2 separate regions of the Sus scrofa genome follow, and region 2 is linked to region 1. Evidence: chromatin contacts called from public HiChIP or PLAC-seq data. All regions are on one chromosome and are shown on one strand. The core of a region is the stretch at or near the end of the contact, and the rest is flanking DNA. Distances in the headings are between cores, read along the strand shown. Region 1 overlaps TMC1 (transmembrane channel-like protein 1). Region 2 overlaps TMC1 (transmembrane channel-like protein 1).

What was found. HiChIP or PLAC-seq counts read pairs in DNA pulled down with a chosen protein or histone mark.
Region 2: an H3K27ac HiChIP or PLAC-seq map of alveolar macrophages shows a contact between it and region 1. The contact joins two enhancer-like sites. A contact is called at or near these places in 1 of 47 Hi-C or Micro-C datasets (embryonic fibroblasts) and 1 of 2 datasets of contacts at active chromatin or transcription factors (alveolar macrophages).

Annotation. Positions count from the first base shown.
Region 1 is chr1:225,812,866-225,817,375 of Sscrofa11.1, forward strand. All of the region lies in intron 2 of TMC1 (transmembrane channel-like protein 1), which reads left to right. Among named protein-coding and RNA genes, the nearest start is that of TMC1, 100 kb to the left of the region's middle. Within about 2 kb of position 2,051, at least 46 of the 83 cell types and tissues checked have an H3K27ac peak or open chromatin away from gene starts, as enhancers often do. A contact at or near this core is called in alveolar macrophages, where this site is marked.
Region 2 is chr1:225,962,768-225,967,277 of Sscrofa11.1, forward strand. All of the region lies in intron 5 of TMC1 (transmembrane channel-like protein 1), which reads left to right. Among named protein-coding and RNA genes, the nearest start is that of TMC1, 250 kb to the left of the region's middle. Within about 2 kb of position 2,639, at least 3 of the 83 cell types and tissues checked have an H3K27ac peak or open chromatin away from gene starts, as enhancers often do. A contact at or near this core is called in alveolar macrophages, where this site is marked.

The sequences.
Region 1 (4,510 bases), core at 801-3,300:
CAGCTTTTGCCCTCCAAACTAAATGTGGAGACAAGTATCTCAGTGATCTCCCCTTTATGGAGATCTGTTGAAGTTAAATGAGGAATATTTTCAAATTATACATGTCTTAGTCCCATATCTGCTCTTTAGCCTGTGTCAGTATGGGACCTGGGATTTGCATTTTTATAAAACTCTTAGACAATTATAATCTCTCCTTTAGTTAAGAACTGCAGTGTAGAGGCCTAGTTTTAGAGATAAGTTAATGTTACCTGATTCCTCTGAAGGTCAAGGTCCCCATGAATAGTGCTCTCATAGAGATAAAGAAATAAAGAGGCTGTTCCACTTATTGTGACTACCCAAATTACTTCCAAACTAACTGTGATAAATCAACCATTAATGATGCTCACAGATTCTGTGGGTCAGGAATTCAAACAAGGCTTGAAGTGGATTACTTACTCTACATCATGAAGTCTGAGACCTTGGGTGGAAAACTTGAAAGCTGGGGCTGGGATTAGCTGAGGTTCATTCACTAATATATCTGATGCTGATGTGGTTGTCGACTGAGACCTTAGCCCAGGCTGTCAGCTGGTACATTGTCTATATATGACCTCTCTATGGGTTCTGGGATTCCTTACAACAAGATGGCTGAGTTTCAATAACAAGAGTACCAACAAGGCAGAAATTATATTGCCTTCCCGAACTAGCCCTGGAAATCATGCAGCAGCATTTTTGTTGCATTGGCACATTAGAGGGAAGTCACTAAAGTGAACCATATTCAAAGGAGACAAATTAAGCTCTTTTTTTTTTTTTTTGTGGAAGAAGTGTCACAGGATTTGCAGGTCTATTTTAATTTTTTAATTATTTGTTTATTTATTTATTTAATCTTTTTGGGGCCACACCCGTGGCAATGGAGGTTCCCAGGCTAGGGGTCAAATCAGAGCTGTAGCCGCTGGCCTACATCACAGTCACAGCAACTGGGGAACCAAACCACATCTGTGACCTACACCACAGCTCATGGCAAGATCCTTGACCCACTGAGTGAGGCCAGGGATTGAACCTGCATCCTCATGGATGCTAGTCAGATTTGTTTCCGCTGAGCCATGACGGGAACTCCCTGCAGGTCTATTTTAAAACTATCACAGGTGCTGTGGAAAAAAACAATATAATAATAATAATAATAATAACAATAATATACAACGTTATTGGGCACTTATGTGCCAGATTCTTTTCTGAACATTCTATGTAAATTATCACAGTCCTCTCACAACCCTATAAGATAGACAATATTATAATCTCTATGTTTAAGATAAGGAATCTAAGCTTGCCTAACTTGCCTAAACTGAAACTTGCCAGAAGATTAAAACCCAGCAGCCTTGCTCCAGAAATATTTTCTTATTCACTACTACATGCTACATAACCAAGAGCTGTGAAGTCTAGGCCAAAGCACTAATTATACTCCAAGTGTTTTCTATGCTCAAGACCATTCTGAGGAAAAATGACTTCTCATCTTGTCTTTCTAGTCTATCCTGATTGACCAGGGAAGGACCTCTTTCTGTAGCCATCATCTGTATTAACCCTAAGGTCTGGAGGCAGAGCGCTATAGAACTGCTGGAGGGTTACATCAGATCCTTCCACCCAGAAATTGAATGTAAGTCTATCTACGGGTAGTCAGTTGTTTGTCAGTGGGCAGAAAACAGGAGACACACAGAAAGTAAGTCAGGAAGCCAACATAGGAAGCAGAAACTCTGGGAAACAGGAATTAAAAGCAGACAGGAGAATAAAGAGATGTGTATTTATATAAACAAAAGCAGTAAAAGCAAAGCCAGAGAAGAGAGTAGTTAGTGCCCATAGTACTAAAGGACTAGAGCAGACAGACAGACAGATGCTGATGTCTAAGACACGTTTGCCAGAGTGAAAGTGGCAGGCTGAGTATATATTTACTAGAACTGCTCTTACGTATCTGCAGTGTTTAGCTCTCAGTGAAATTTGTCTGTGCTGCCACTGGAGTTCCCCTGCCCCCCATGCATCCTCATTATCTGAAGTAATGTCAGCCTCTCTCTTTCTGTTCTTTACACTCAAATGCCCTCATTCACTGACTGTGCCACTAATGAGTCATGTGGTCTGGGATAGGTCACTTCCCTGTTTGCTTTGGTTTTCTCATTGATAAGATATGCATTGGATGATTTCCAGCTCCGAAATTTATTATTCTGAACTTTGGCATGAAGAGGGTCACAGTTGGATTGCAAAGTCATGGCAATTCCCCCACCCTTGTTATTCCCGACTTCCTTTTCAACAACAGTGACTTAATCTCAAGAATTCTGTCTCATAAGAAATCCAACTGCAGTGCCAGGGTGCAAATTAGCTGTGCAGCCTCCTGGCAGCCCCCATGCGGGCTCCCCCAGCTCTGTGTGGTATTTTCTGTTGAGCCAGCAGGCATGTGTTTGCTGACCCTGTCTTCTCTCATTTCACAAGAGGCCTCGTTTGCTGGAGAGAGATGAAAATAAACTATGGGAAGTTGCAAACACGTTGATGGGAACTGAGGCAAAACGTAGAAAGGCCTCTGGTTTTGTGTGGTCAGAGGTGACGGTAACTTCTGGCCAGGAAGGAAATTGGGAAGGAATGGTTGTACAGATTATACTTAAAATTCTGTTTCATCTCAAGCAGAATTTGTAGTAGAACAGACCAACATTTGCATTTCAGAGAAATGAAAAAGACAGAATTTTGGACCTGGAAGGGCCCACAAGTACTCTTGTGTTAACCTCTACCTCTTACACACTTCCATCCACCCTTTCCCTACATGAGTTTGAATTTGGAGGAAATCATAGGCAGAGCTCCAGATGGAACATTTGGAGACCTGGAAATAGTTTTGGCTCTGAGGTCAGCTTACTGTGTGACTGTGAACAAGAATTTCTTGGGGTTCTCAGTTTTTCCATTTGTATATTAAAGATGGTACTTTCTGTCTTTTGCTTATGTCACTAGAATTTTGTGCCAATTAATGAGATATTAGTCTCTATTTTCCTCGTTTCCCCCACTTTGTACTAAACTAAATGTTTAGGGAGAGGTACAGGTTAACTCTTTCAAACCTCCAGGGAATTGTTTTATGAATCACTAGTGTATTGAACTAAATATTATCCTCGTATGGTCCATTTAGAGAGAAGAGCACCAGAAATGCATTGAATAGTCTGAATGTTACCCTAGAGAGCTGAAAGAGTTAATGTGCTTGCTTCTGGTAGGGCTGATTTGATGCCAAGATATGACATAAGACATAGGAGAAAGAGAAGGCTAAAATATCTTTACTTGAGGGAAAATTTAGCAATCCATTAGTAACAACTGGATCATACTTCCCTTTTACTGCCTCTTTCCCTGCCCAGTCACACACACACACACACACTCACACTCACACTCCCATATCTTGGTATCATACTACTGACTGGAATGGGGACGTCAAACTGAGCTGAGTGGAAAAATGCTTTGAATTCTTATGAAAGAAATAAATACACCTCTCTCTGAATTGTCTGTTTGTATTCCACATTGGATGGTGGCATTTTTTTCCTCTCTTTTCTCCCCCTATTCACAGAAACTCACCTAAGGGTTATGGCTGATTTATTTCAAACCTGGATCCAGTGAAGAAATAGGCTTCTGTGAGTATACTAAGAAACTTAGAATAACAGGTAGTAAAACTCCACTGTTTGCCCATTAGCAGGAGAATAATGTCAAAATTCCTGAAATTGAAATTCAAGGAACTTTTTGGTCTGTTTCCAACCTAAGAATACTGCCAGTAGAAAGGAAACTTCTTTGAGTGAAAACATTGTCCACATTGTTGGTTATAGCAGGGCATCGTGTTGTCTGTCATTGTCAACCTAAGGATGTTGAAAACCAAGAGTGGTCTGATGTGCCAATGTATTTGAGAACTTATCTGTTATTATGGCAGAACAGCTATAGGCTCTCTTTCCATGTTCTTCTGGGGTTTTTCCTGTGTTTTCATTCTTTGTGCTTACTCTTCTGTCACCCCTACTCTCTTTAATTGACTGAATGAAAATTACCATGAAAAATATTTTCTTGTTAAAAATTTTCAACATTGTTATAATTCTGATTAAAGTGACCATATTAAGTCCTCAGGGTTAAAATAGAAGAATAACTATATTTTTGTTGTTGTTCACTGAAAATATGCCAACATGTAACAAAGTGATTGATAACATAATTAGCATTCAATAAATATTGAAAGAATGAGTAAATGAACATTATTTTTCACATTTCTCACTGTTTTCCTTTATTTTTTATTTTTTGGAGATCAATAGTGGCCCAGCAGGTATATTAAATGAGTGAAGTCAGAGTTGTGAGTCCAGATTCACTCACTGGGGTTGTGGAAGGAACTGTGATGAATTGAAAACACAAGCCCCAGTTACAGTGGGCAGCCCCCACATATTGTTGCCATATAGGAGTTATTAAACTGGTTCTGCCAGACATTTTTATTTTCAAGAGAAGCTGAAAATCCTTATTTGTGTATTAAATATTCAGATTTTGAAATAAT
Region 2 (4,510 bases), core at 1,389-3,888, 150 kb after region 1:
TTGGCTTCCTATTTTCTATGCCTCTTTTTCTGAGGAATTCCTCTCTTTTGACCCTTTTTATTTTTCAAGTTTATCAGTGACATAATTTTGGCTACTTCCTCTGCCCTGGGAGCCATTCTGTCTCTTTAGGAAGCTTTTGCATGTGCCAGATCTCATCTTTTATGTTTTGATGTTTAATAACACTCAAAGGTTTTATTTCTTTTGTTTGAATAGTATGAAAGAAAGTGTGCTCATTTAATAACCTACATATTCAAAAATTTATTACTTTTTTAAACAAAGAAAAATGGAAAATTCTATGATGATATATCATAGCTAGTGAATACTTGTAATCAGAACTCTTCCAGAAATTTCAGGATGTATCATATCACTGATGATGCTGGAAGATAGGGGAAGGCAGGAGCATGGCTGACTTTTAATACCATGTATCTTCTACTGCCACAGAATAGTTAAGACCTAATAAATATTTATTGAGTGAATGGTTGACTGTGCTATGAATAGATACTTGGATAGTGAGTTCTGTGATCCTAATCTTTATAAGTACCTCCTAGGACCTGCTTTCAGGTAGGTTTAAGAAGATGTAAGCGTAGTCTAGGACCCTAGTCCTTGTTCTATGCTCCTGTGTGAAGGGGGTATTAGACAGGCAATTGGCCTCTAATACTATATTCCTTAGTAGGTTATATGGGATCAAAAGCAGAACTTTAGAAAGGAGGTCTATTTTTAGGCTTGGTGACTTATTTAGATAGGGTTGGTATAGAAAGTGGTACAAAGATATTCACGTGTATAATATCACATCCAGGGTGTTTTGATGCTGCATTCCAATGACCTGGGAGGGGATGGGTGGAAGCACCTGAAAACTGAAATAAACCACCGCAGGCTCCTCTTTGCAATCCACAAGTCTGGCAGCTGGTGACTCAGGAGACCTGAATATTTGTTACGTATAGCACCATAATGCCACCTTAGTTTATAGATTTAGAGATTAATCTAATAGATTCTAAATCATTTGGTTCATTTAAAAAATCTTTATCTCTTTGCTTCTCGCTAAACTTCTTCTTTTCTATGTCTAGATATAGGTGATGGCACTAGATTCTTGTGAGCTATCAGCCCCAACCACCGGGAAGGAAAATTACCCCACTCATGAGAAAGTGACATTTGCTTTCTCTTTGAAGAGGAGTGATCTGTATAATGGTGTGCTGAAGTGGGAACATGATTCCCTGCCATGGTTCCTCTTCATCCCCCTGTATTTACATCTCTTCATTGAGAAGGCTGGGGTTCTGTGATGATCAGAGCTGCCAGACTGCACAAATGCTGTAGTGAGAAGACAGCCAAGTAAAATACTAACCATTTCAACCGGAAAAATTTACAATAGCTACATTAAAACCTGCTTTGATATTGAGAGGTACGGGAGATGCAGTTAAGGAAAATATAGGTTTGTCTCCAAGGAAATTAGGGAAGAGCCCTAAAGAAGCAGTCCTACTCTAATGGAGCAAAGCTCTGCTCTGTTCCCTCCAGTCCTGTGCTTCCTCCTTCCTGTGACTTTGTTCATCATTTTTCTTTCTCTTGGAAAGTTTTCTTATACAAAGGCCCCAAAGCTAGGGGGAAAATGTGGTACGTCCGGGAGTAGACGAAAGTTACCATGTAATATCACTATTGTTCGTTGATGGATTGGTTCATTAATTCATTTATACATTCACTTATTCATGCCACAAATATTTACTGAATGCTACAATTTTCCAGGCACAAAAACAGAGAGTTGAAGAAGACCAAGAAAGGCCCTGCCTTCTTAGAGCTTACTTCCTATAGGGAAAATAAAAAGTAGCTCAATTAATAAATAACTAGAGAACATAATGTCAGGTGGAGACAGCTATGAAGCAAACTAAAGCAGGATAGAAGAGCTACTGATACCTGGTAGCTTTTAGTTTTTCCATCTGTCTAGTTGCTCTTGCAGTCTCAGTGAGGTGGTTTGGCAAAGGAAATTACCAGTGTTGACTTTCAATTTAAGGCCTTTTTCTATCCCATGTCTCACCACTATGCTCTTCTTCTCGCCTCTAAGATCTAATTCCCTGCATTCTGCAATGCCAGTCAGCTTTCTTCCTCTTAGCTGCCACATATTCATTATAAAAATGTACATGCACTATAGTCCTTGCCTGGATAAACTAGAATTCTCTTCTCTATTTTCTCATTTTTTAAATACTGTAGAAATTGCTCGTCTGCTGATATTCCTTCTTTCCCTTTGTCTTGTGGGTTTGTATCTTTTAAAATTCCTTCACTACCATGTATAGTTTGATCTTGAGAAGTACCAAAGGCAAACATATGTATGATCCATAGTATTTAAATGAATTTACCTACTCAATCTGTTTAAAAGTTGAGGTAATAGCACCCATCACTGGGTTTCTCTATGGATCCTGGACATTTTTAATCCCTGAAGTTTTTCATTTGCTTAGCAATAACATGGTCAGGTATGTTGACCTGAAACAAACAGATATTTCTTCAGCAAAGATGGGTTTGTTTTGGATCAGCAGAGAATTGCAGTTTGGGGTCTGCAATCATGGTGAGCCACCTGCAAGGCCTGGAAGGAAAGGAGTGTGCTTTTATAGGGAGGAAAAGGAAATTGAGAGGGCTTTAGTAAGCCAAGAGTCCATGGCTTTCCATTGGCTGAGTCTTTGAATTGAAGCAAGTCTGTTTACTTGCTGGGCTCTGTTTTCCACACAGGATGAGAGCTCCCCCTTCTGGCCTCCAACTCTATTTAATTGAGGTTTCTGTTTATTCATTTTTTAGTAGGTAACGACACCTATTGCTATAAATTCCAGCCCCCATCCTTTGTTCACCCCAATGGGGCTATAACTTGTTCTCTACCAATTCTAGTTCTTTTACCAGCAATTTGTCAATTACAGTGTAGAATTTTCTACCCACTAACAGTTTCCACACAGGTTTCTGCTTGCAGGGTTTTGCTGTGGTGAATTGCAATTCTCTGTATTGCCCTGTGTCTCTCTCCAATTTTAGGGGCAATGATTTGCCCTGTGAAGTCAATTCTCCGAAGAATTGTTGATTTTTAGTTTGTTCAGCTTTTTCTAGTTAGGATGGGAATGATGACTTCTAATCTCTTTACATTTAGAGACTCAGTGTTAATCTACCTCTTTCATGCAGTTTGCACTGACCGATTCATCATCCTGGGCTGTCTTTCTCTCCTGACTCCTATTTTTGACATTAAATACTTACATTCCACTCTACACCAATCATTTTATTTGTGCATATGTTTTCATCTGTCTAGACTAGGACCTCCTGGAATGAAAGAAAAAATAGCTTATTTACTTTATGGCTCCTCAGATGTCATTAGATTAGTATAGATTTGAGTGCTTTCTATATACTGCCACATACATTTTACTTATTTAATTTTCATAACACTGCTATGAGATTATTTATTTTTACAACTTGTTGAAATGGAAAATGGAAACATGCTCAAAGAGGCTAGACATGGCTTATGGTCATGCTTTTTGAAGCGGCAGAGGTAGGTTTTGAACTCAGGTCTGCCTGATTCTAACAAGACAGTTCCTTCAACTAAGACACACAGTCCTTCCTACTGCTTTCTTCCTTGCAAAGTAAGGATGATGGCAGTACCTGACCTAAGAATAAAATAGTCAATTGAGGTCTATTAATTTTGATAATTAAGAGAAAGTAGAGCTAATTAACTAAAACTCTCTCCTATCATTTCTCCTTAAACTTCCACAATGTCTCAGCAGCATTTTTCTGAACTACATTACAAGGTGGAACATTTTAGCCACTACTGAAGAAAGCACTAGACATTTTATTAGTAGGCTCCTTTCTTCCTAACACTGTGGGGGAAAAATATTAAGTTCTGACTGCTTTATTCCTGTTTTTTTTTATGACCTTTTGTAATCCAGGACTTCTTTACAGGGACACTGCAAGGGTCAGTCAAATAAGCCTTTGAGTGAAATTCTAGGAGACATAACAAAGTGTAACCTCTTACTTTCTGTATCTTTATTTTTTTTTTAATTTTCCTCACTTTTTGTCTCCCTAAATCTGTCTTAAAATCAAAAACAAAACAGAACAGTACTTTTTAAAAGCATCTTTAAAAGTAAATAGGGTAAATATTCATTTACTGTAATAATTTGGAAATATAGAAAATGTCTAAAGAGGAAGAAAAAGACTTCTCACAACCTCATCATCCAGATATGGCTGCTAGCATTTTGGCATATTTTATGTCAGCCCCAACTCACATTTGGCATGACTTTTATTTCAGTTATCTCATATTGTATAATATACAGAATTTTTATAATCTCTTTACATAGTAGATAATAAACATTTCTACATACCATTAAAGTACTGCTAGATATTATAGAAGCTGAATTAATTTATGTAACCATTCCTCAGAACTGGTAATTCCATGTGGAATCACCTGAAGGTGATTGGATATGAAACAAAAAAGAAAGGGATGGGAGGCAGCCAGGGTTGTTGACTCATGTTTTGGTTTTCTGGGTTTCTCCATGCGATT